Regions from separate parts of the Gossypium hirsutum genome. Here region 1 is linked to region 2. The links are chromatin contacts, called in public Hi-C maps. All regions are on one chromosome and are shown on one strand. The core of a region is the stretch at or near the end of the contact, and the rest is flanking DNA. Distances in the headings are between cores, read along the strand shown. Region 1 has its middle 18 kb from the start of LOC107939796. Region 2 has its middle 5.3 kb from the start of LOC107939802.

Region 1 (5,021 bases), core at 671-3,170, 75 kb before region 2:
TCTAAAGGAATGTTCTCAAAAAAAAAAATTTACTGTTCTGATATGAGTTTCAAGTCTGGTAATACCCCTTCACCTATTCTGGCGACGGATACGGGATAGGGGTGTTACATAATTGTTGAAGGTTTAATATATTATTATAACAATTTTAGAACAGCCATGTCATCCATTTATCACATACTTTTTTTTTTTGAATTAATTCACTGATTATATTGAAACAGGGCCAAAACAAATTCAAGCCAACAATAGACTAAGTCCAACACAAGAAACGGAAAAACAAAAAACCAAAAACAACCCAACACAGAACAAAACAAAATACCCCCAAAGTCAAAATAACAAAAATTAATAAAACAAAATAACCCAAAGACAAGCCCAAACACAAAGAAAAACAAAAGTAGCCCAATTCCACAAACCAGCAAAACGACAAAGAGGGATACTCTAGAGCATTCTTGCTCCAGCTAGAAACCACCCCATAAACCCCCTTGAAAACAACAATCGTCAAAACAATAATTATCAGCAATCAAATTAATATCTGACCATTTCAACCCTCAAAGGCTTCTTGAAACTCCACGTTCTTGAAAACTCTTCCACACAACAGATTCAAAAAATGTTTTCCTCTTCCCCTACTCTCCGTCCCCTCAGCTCTCTCATACTCTCAGTCCTCTGTCGATCTTCAGCCACCACTCCCACCGCTCCAAAAGCAACCATGTTCTCTAGATAAGTTGACTCTCTTCTTACCAATCCTTCAGTTAAAGTGATATGAGCAACCGTATTTGCTTCTCTGTTTGTAAAGAGGAAGACGCAGGTCTGAAATCCTAAGCTAATACTTTTAGAACCGTTTATGAGTGCAGCAATCTCAGATCTATCCTCATTTTCTTCTTGAAGCTTTCGAATCACCGTTCAAGAATCACCCTCGATCTCCACCTCCCTCATATCCGGTTGTAAACCCAGTTGTAGCGCTTGAAAGCACGCCACCACTTCAGCAGCGAAGACAGACGGTATGTTTGAGTTCATAACTATTTTTTAGCAAATAACCTCTATTTTAGCATTACGGATAACTAACCCTGAACACGATTCCTTCCTGCGATTGTTAAAAGCAGCATTGAAGTTAATCTTGATCCCTGTTCCTTCCGAAGCAACCCAACTAGCCACATAGAAACGTTCAACAGGTACATTCTGTTTCAACCCATCAAGTTCCTTAATATGATTTTCAACAAAAATTGCAATTTGAGCACCCGTCTTAATCTCACCATCATGGATAAATCTGTTTCTGGAAGTCCAACGTGCCCATAAAGTGCATGCAAATATTCTGCAAATAGCTTTAGATCTAGACTCAAAAATACATTTAAACCATTCTCTGAAATCAGTGCTTTCTTCAGAAAGGATCCACTTTATATTCAAGTATTCCCATGTTTCCTTTGCAACAGAGCACTTGTGGAACACATGTTCCCTTATTTCCACTCCATCCTGGCACCGACTGCAAGTCGCGGAGCCCCTCATTCGTTGATATTGAAGATTACTAAAAGTAGGTAGATAGTTACGAGAAATTCGCCAACTGTAATCTTTATTTTAAAGGGTAGGTCAAGAGTCCACAATTTTTTGTAAAATTGTTTGTAACTAGCCTGTAAATTATTAAGATTATCATGTAAAAGGAGTTTATGCCCACTTCGTAACGAATATTCACCAGTCGGCTCTCCACGCCAAATGACAACATCATCGAGCTCCTGCAAAGACAAGGGAATACAAAGAATCCTTTCTGCGTCCTGCTCCGAAAATGTATTAAAAATCAACTCTGAGTTCTATTTTCTAGCATTAGCATCAATCAGATCAACAACTTGTTGAACGCTTAAATTAACCTCTGTGTTTTGTACTTTAAAATCATCATTGCCAGGAATCCATGCATCTTCCCAAATAGAGACTTGTTTCCATTTCTAATCCTCCAACCCAGTCCTTTCAACAAAAGCCCATTAGTAGCCCAGATACTTCGCTAGGTAAAGGAAGGTAGATTTCCCAAACTGGAGTTTAAAAAGTTCGACTCATTATAATATTTAGCTTTAAAAGTACGCACTAGTAACGAATTAAGATTACGTAACAAACGCCAACCCTGTTTTGCCAATAAAGCGATATTAAAATGATTTAGATTGCGGAAACCCATGCCCCTATTTTCCTTAAGCGCGCACATGGACTTACAATCGTACCAATGCATCCCACGCTTTCCTTGATTTTTCCTCTACAAAAAGCCCCCATAATATTTTCCAATTCCAAACATAACGATTTTGGCAAAAGGAAGCAAGCCATTGTATAGGTGGGAAGTGATTGCAAAACAGCCTTTATAAAACTCTCTGGATCTCTCTGAGAAATGTGCCTTAAACTAAAACTATTAATCTGTTGCTTCAAGCGATTTTTCAAATTTTGAAAGGCGATTTTCTTCTTTCGACCCACCATGTTAGGAGGACCAATGTACTTCACTGGATTTTTCGAGCTTCTAACATTAAGAATCTGAAACACCATATCCTTATCCTGATCTGCCACATTAGAGCTAAAGAACACTGTTGATTTTTCAAAGTTAACACACTGCCCCGAACAAGCTTTGTATTCTTCGAGAATATCCTTCATCACACAGATCCCCCTAATTGAGACCTCTCCAAACAAAATGCAGTCATCTGCAAACATGAGGTGCGTGATCGGTGGAGCTGATCTGCAAACCTTGGCAACAGAAATTTTTTTCCTGACTAGCCAGTCTCATTAATGTAAAAAGCCCTTCTCCACAAAATAGAAACAAATAGGGACTTAAAGGATCCCCTTGGCCCAGGCCCCTAGAAGACCTGAAACTTGATCCTTCCTCCCCATTAATTAAAATCGTGTACTAGACAGAACTGATACATTGAAGGATAATATTGATGAACCTTTCATCAAAGCCTAATTTACTCATCATCTCTCTTATAAAAGGCCACTCAACTCTATCATAGGCCTTGCTCATGTCTAATTTTAGAGCCATGAAACCTTTTCTTCCATATCTTTTATTTCTAAGAGAATGAAGAACTTCATATGCGAGTAAAACATTATCAGAAATAAGCCTACCGAGAACGAACGCACTTTAGGCGCCATCAATGCACTCTTCCAAAACCTTTTGGAAACGATTAGCCACTGTCTTGGCAATAATCTTATAAATAACAGTACACCATCAATGCACTCTTCCAAAACCTTTTGGAAACGATTAGCCACTGTCTTGGCAATAATCTTATAAATAACAGTACACAGGCTAATGGGACGGTAATTTTTCAAATTGGTAGGATTAGTAGTTTTAGGAATCAGCACCAGTTGAGTCTTATTAATCTCTTCCAAAGAACTCCCATTATTCAAAATTCCTAAACAAAAATCACTAGTATCCTTACCAATGATGTGCCAGTACTTCTGATAGAAAATAACAGGGAAACCGTCAGCACCTGAAGCTTTTGTAGGCCCCATTCCTTTCAGCGACTCAATAATTTTGCCCTCTGAGTAAATGTCCAGCAACATTCGATTCATTCTTTCCAAAATACACGAATGAACCCCGGAAAGTATATGGTTCAAATTCCCAATTCCTCTCGACATAAAAAGGTCAGAAAAGTACCCTCTAACAATGGACTCCACCTCCCTACCATCCATAGCAATCGAGCCGTCAAGTCTTTGAAGACCACAAATCCGATTAACACGGCTTCTCTGAGACGCATATTTATGGAAGAATGCAGTATTCTTATCACCCATTTTCAACCAATTAGCTCGAGCCCGTTGCTCCCAATACATCTCCTCTTTATCCATCTCCATATTCAGCTGGAGTTTGATCCCAACAATCTCACCCAAATTCTCCTCCGATCTCTCGCCACAATTCAACTCTTCCAGCCTCCTGTTTAGACGTTTCACATCATACCCTCATTTATGCTTGATCTTTTTCGCCCAACCTTTCAAACCATCTGCAAGATAATCCATGCGAATTAAGAAAGATCCAGAACTATCCTTCCATAGCTTTCTTATCACCTCTTCACAAGAATCCTCTAATGTCCTCCAAGATTCAAAACAAAATCTTCTCGTTCTTCTGCTCACCACATCAGTCTTCGTCTTTGGAGAAAGAGTGTGGCAGATGTCTCAAAAATTAAGTTGAAAACTGTTGAAGCCACGAATCTATAGCTACACCCCGGTCTAATCTTTCTCTAATATTGCGTTCCATTATTCTACCCCTTTCCCATGTGAACCATGTCCCGTCAAACCCAATATCCACCAGCAAGCAATCATCCAATGTATTACAAAAATCCTCTTCTCTGAGCAGCCCTCCCTGTTTTTCATGGGCAAAAAGAATTTCGTTGAAGTCGCCCCCAACTAACCATGGAAGTGAATTATTTCTTCATAAACTTCGAAGTAAATCCTAAGCCTCATGTTTATTTCTTACATTTGGTGCCCCATAAAACCCGGTAAAACACCACCGAGAATCATCTTTTTCTTCTTGAATTTCAACATCAATGTGGTGCCTTGAAAAACTCCTCAAATCAACTAAATTGCTCTCATTCCACCCAATGCTTAAACCACCTCTGGATCCATCGGAAGGAAATCAATGCCATTAAAAAATCCACATCTTCTTCTAACAACTTCCATTTTTGTTAAGCTCAATTTTGTTTCCATAAAGAAGACAATTTGGGATGATAAAACTTTAGCATGTACTGAAGCTGACGAACTGCTCGTGGACTCCCCAATCCACGAACATTTCAGCACAAAATTTTCATTGCTGCTGGCCGGCTTGCCCCCTGGAAGCCCCCGATATCTGTTTCAAATGAGCTGGACACCATCTGTAGTCTCCAATGAATCTTGTCCTGTAGAAACATTGGATGCCAAAGTATTAAATCTTTATCTTTTTTTCCATCTTAATGGAGAAAAGGTTCTTCTTCTAATTCACACAGTCCATATTTTCCATCCCCACTCCATACAGCTGGCCCATCTCATGTGAGTTTAATTTTTGAAAATCACAATCCTGTGAACTACACTCCGTATGA
Region 2 (4,945 bases), core at 1,638-4,137:
TTTTTATCTGTAAATATGTTGTACATCTACAGCCTAGTGGTAGTTTTTATCTGTGAAAATGTTGTGCATCCACAATAATTATTATCTGCAAATATGTTGTGCATCCACAACAGTTTTTATCTACAAATATGTTGTGCATCCACATCCTAGTGGTAGTTTTTATCTGTGAAAATGTTGTGCATCCACAACCCAGTGGTAGTTTTTATCTACAAATATGTTATGCATCCACAATCCAGAAGTAGTTTTTATCTACAAATATGTTATGCATCCACAACCCAGTAGTAGTTTTTATCTGCAAAGCAATGGTGGTTAATCCACAACCCGATGTATAAAGATGATTGAGTTCAAGGGAACTCCCAGTGAGGAAAGTAGCGGAGTTGGGTAGGATTTTTCTTTTGGCAAATTGAAATTGCATTTTCATTCATAAACATGTGCATATACAAAACTATGAATGTTGAAATTTTGTAGTGATGCATTGATCTATAAAACCATTATTGTGACTTGCTATACGAATGTGATTGTTCTAAAGAACTATTATTTCGCATGCTTTATCTACTACTTTGTACCAATTTTTCTTGTGATTTAACTTATACTGAGCTTCTTAAACTCACTCCCCATTTTATTTCTATCTTTACAGATAACCCACCAGATTAAGGACATAGACTCGACATCCGGAGAACTTGGCACAGACTGTTTCTTTTATAAAAGTTTTTTATATTCATTATTCACAATCTCTACTATTCAAAGACTTTGTTATTTTATTTGAACTATGACATGGGACTTAGGTTTTGGATTTGCTTCGCATGCATGTCATTTTATTTTGATTTAGGTTATTGAAATATGGATTATTAATTAATCATGCATAAAAATCTAGTTTCCATTAAACTTAGGTTAAATATCACTTTTCCTGTTGCATTGTTATGTAAATGAGTTTTGAAAAACACATAGTAATTAGAAATCAACCTTTACTAAGTAAACTTTAAATTCCATTATTTTTTAGAAAACTATATCTTTCAGTAAAATTAAGATAACATGCTAAGTTTTCTTTAAAAATAAGCAAATGTTTTATACAACTGTTTTATAAACTTCGATCGTTACTAGGCCATTTTGGTGGCCAATGTAATATTCCGAATTTAGTCTTAACATCTAGGCGGGGTTTGGAGGGTTACATATACAATTATTTTTTATTAAAATTTATATCAAATATATAACATTATAATCTAATATATATATATATATATATATATATAAAAGCACAAATTTGGAAAACCTTTTAACTTGATGAGAATATATTTTATTTTTCATCATATTACGAAATTAAATTTAAAACTAATTATAATTTAATTTAGAATTATTAGTTAAATAAGTTGTGCTGATTTTAAAATAGAGTTATTACTTGGATAAAACTCTTAGCATAAAATATAGAAAAAATGTGATAATTATAATTATAATTTAATTTATAATTATTATTTAAAAAATTTGACGTAAAAATGTTGTGTTAATTTTTGTTTTAAATTTTTGTTTATTGATGTAAAATAGAATTATTAATTAAATAGAACTATAAGCATCTTAATTATCAGTTAATTAATTTTAGAGTTGTATATTAATTAAAATATAGGTTTAGCTTAAATAACATTAGATAATTAAGCATATTCAGTCAAGTAGCATCTAAGAAAAATTATCAGTAAAAAGTTGGAGATTTTTAACATTAATAAGCTAGAATTATATAAAAAAGAATTAAGAATTAAAGCCTTGATTTTTCGAAGAGGCATTATCAAATCATATTAAAATAATAATGGCGTCAGAAAGTGATCAAAAACTATATTAATGGATGATGAGCAGTGGCGAATCCAGAAATACGACTATTTATATTAGCATTGTTGACTACATTTTTTTACTATTAATTTTCATGTATAATCATTCAATAATTGACGTATACATATATATATTATTTAAATATTATAATTCATCTTTAGTTGAAACAATGATTATTTAATTAAGAAAATGTTATTATATATATCTAGTAAAATAATTAAGAAATACTTTACAAGTTCATATATAAAAAATTAAGCTAAAACATATCAAAATAAAATAAAATAAAATAAAATAAAACCCTAATAAAATTATAAATCCTAAATTCTAAAATTTGAATTTTTTTTTCTTTTGGGTATTATAGATAATATAAAAGTATAGAATTGTAAAAGAACTAAAGAAAATAAGTCAAAATATTTAAAAAATGCCTTGAATTTTTTTCTTGTTCTTCTTCTTCTTTTTTCAGTTTTATGGGTAAACGTTTTTTTTCTTTAATTTATATATATATATATATATTTAAAAATTGATGATTTATTTATTTTTATTGTAACTTTTTGAAAGAATTATTTTATAAAGGGTTGGTTTTTTTTAGGGGGTATGAGGGCAGAATTTAAACTTTTAAAGATGTTGAACGTAATAAAGTTGATCTTAAAAGAGTATTATATAAATTTCTAAAAAATTAAGGGATAATGACTCTCACTTGCCTCCCTTGTATTTGTTAATGATGATGAAATAATATAATATTATAATATATTTGTATAAACTTTATAAGTTTATATTATGTGAAGGAAATCTTCTTAAAATCATTTTAATAATTTATCTGTTATTTGTTTGGTGCTAATAAAAAATATTTTGTAAGTTTATTTAAAAAAAGAAGATAAATTTAAAAAATTATTTTTTAATCACCATATAAAAATCAAATCAGATTTAAGTGGTATTTTATCTTTGTTTAAAGAAATGTAGAATTGTGAATTATCTATTTAGATTTATTATGTCAGTATAGCGTATGCGTGAAGGAAGAAAGGGAATGTGTAGGGGGCAACGGAGAGTTAGGGACCAATAATGTTTGTCCAAAATGAGAGACCATAGTCAGAGAAAGACGCATGACGACATCTATTACGAAGTTGTCGCCCAATTCACAATCATATTACTTAATTAATTTGAATAAAGAATGATTTTGGTTTTTTTATTAATAAAAAATTGTAAATATGTGAAAATTAAAAAATAGAAATTATTGTAAAATAAAAAGTTGAAAATAAAATTTTTAAAATTTAAATGAGTTTAAACCCGTATCAACAATATAAAATATCTTACCCTTAGTTGAAGCCCTTAAAGAAATTCTTACTTGATTTCTTTATCTTGTATCTTAATCTTCTTCAATCCATCATTACTTTGAAGTTACAAATTACTTAAACAATAATAATAAATTAAATATTTGTATAAAATTATTATTATAATACCAATTAAAAAAAACGGCGAAAAGTAAATTCTATAATTATAAAATGAAGCTTTCTTAATATACAATAATAGGGGAAAACGAACTAGGGAGAGTTCAAAAAACAAATTCAGTATAACATATATTATAAACTAAATAAATATATGAAGTGAATATTATAATTTTACCTTCTTTCATCTCTTTTTGGTGGTATCGACTTATAAATTTTTTCTTTGAAAAATTACTACTTTAATACTCCATTAATTTTTAGACACTTTAAACTTATTTCAACTTGCTATTTAATATTAAGTTCTTTATGTTTTGAAATTTTGTCGCTCGATTCATAATATGAAAGATTCTTTTTTATTTAGGTAGTTGAAGATTTTTTTTTTTTTGTCAAAGGAAGTACCTAAAATTTTATTTTGTTATCATTTTAAGTAACAACAGTTAACACTCGTTGAAAAAAACTCCACACAATCAAATTATGACAAGTGTAATTTTTAATTAAATAAAAATATTTAAAATTAAAATTCAATAAAAATAAATTTAAAAAATACCATCTCTAAATCTCTCTCCTTTCATCTTCATCTTCTCTACCAAGAAAAACCTCCATTTCCAATACTAAAAACTCAAAATAGAAAGAAAAAAGACAACCCTCATTTTATCCATTTTGAAGCCATGATAGGTTAGGTTTTATGAGGTTTTTGATGAAGGGGAAAGAAAGAGGGATATGAAATTTTTATTTTTAATTTTTACGTATTTAATTAAAAAATGATAAGTGTCATAATTGAATTGGTTTGAATATTCTTTTTAATCAGAGTCAACTATTGGTATTGAAAATGATAAAGAGAATAAAATTTTAAATATTTACTTTGATTAAAAAAACCCTGAAATTTTAGGTAGTTTAAGTACTTTTATAAGATTATTTTAAATTCATATTAAGTTTCATTGATTATATTTATCATGATTATTAATACATTGTGCACATGGTTGTGCTTTTATTTTTTAATGAGTTAATTAATAAAGTAAAGGTATTCCAAAATTTGGTTTGTCAGATTCGCAAGTAATATTATTATTATTATTATTATTATTATTATTATTTTTGATCCTTAGATATCTCTCATTATCAGGTAAGTTTTGACTATACATTTAAAATAATCATTTTAAAAAAATGCTTAGATTGAATTTCTTAAATATAATTAATTTCATATAACATATTAAATTATATTAAATTATGATACACGTGTGGGTAAAAAAACAATGGTACCCTTTTAAAAAAAATTGTTATAACAATAGAATATTTTGATTAAAATAATTAAGAATAAATTACCCGTTTGTTCCTTTGAGGTGACTATTTTTATTTTAGTCACCCTAATTTGATCACTGTTGATAAAGAAATTAATTAAATTGTTCATTTTTCCGTTAAAATTAACAGAATGCTCTCATTTTCTTTTCTTTTTTAAAAAAAAAATTTATTTATTATTTTTATATCATCTCCCTTTTAACTTAAAAATCCTAATCTTCACTCCCTAAAAGATGATGTTGCTTCCTCCATCAAACCATCACTGACGAGAGTTGTCCTATCAATGAACAATGATGAGAGATGCTTCTTTTTTCTCTTTATTTTCCTTGTTTCCTTCTCTTTACCCACAATCGCTAATTCTCACTATCCACGTTCTAATTGTCCAATGTCTCCTT

The links. Hi-C and Micro-C count contacts between places; a contact is called where the count stands out from the background.
Region 1: a contact with region 2 is called in a Hi-C map of leaf, with 4 times the contacts expected there. The contact joins two enhancer-like sites. A contact is called at or near these places in 17 of 34 Hi-C or Micro-C datasets (callus, fibers, hypocotyl and 3 more).

Annotation. Positions count from the first base shown.
Region 1 is chrA12:13,264,495-13,269,515 of Gossypium_hirsutum_v2.1, reverse strand. No RefSeq gene overlaps it. Among protein-coding and RNA genes, the nearest start is that of LOC107939796, 18 kb to the right of the region's middle. Within about 2 kb of position 1,920, at least 7 of the 9 cell types and tissues checked have an H3K27ac peak or open chromatin away from gene starts, as enhancers often do. A contact at or near this core is called in leaf, where this site is marked.
Region 2 is chrA12:13,190,608-13,195,552 of Gossypium_hirsutum_v2.1, reverse strand. No RefSeq gene overlaps it. Among protein-coding and RNA genes, the nearest start is that of LOC107939802, 5.3 kb to the right of the region's middle. Within about 2 kb of position 2,887, at least 3 of the 9 cell types and tissues checked have an H3K27ac peak or open chromatin away from gene starts, as enhancers often do. A contact at or near this core is called in leaf, where this site is marked.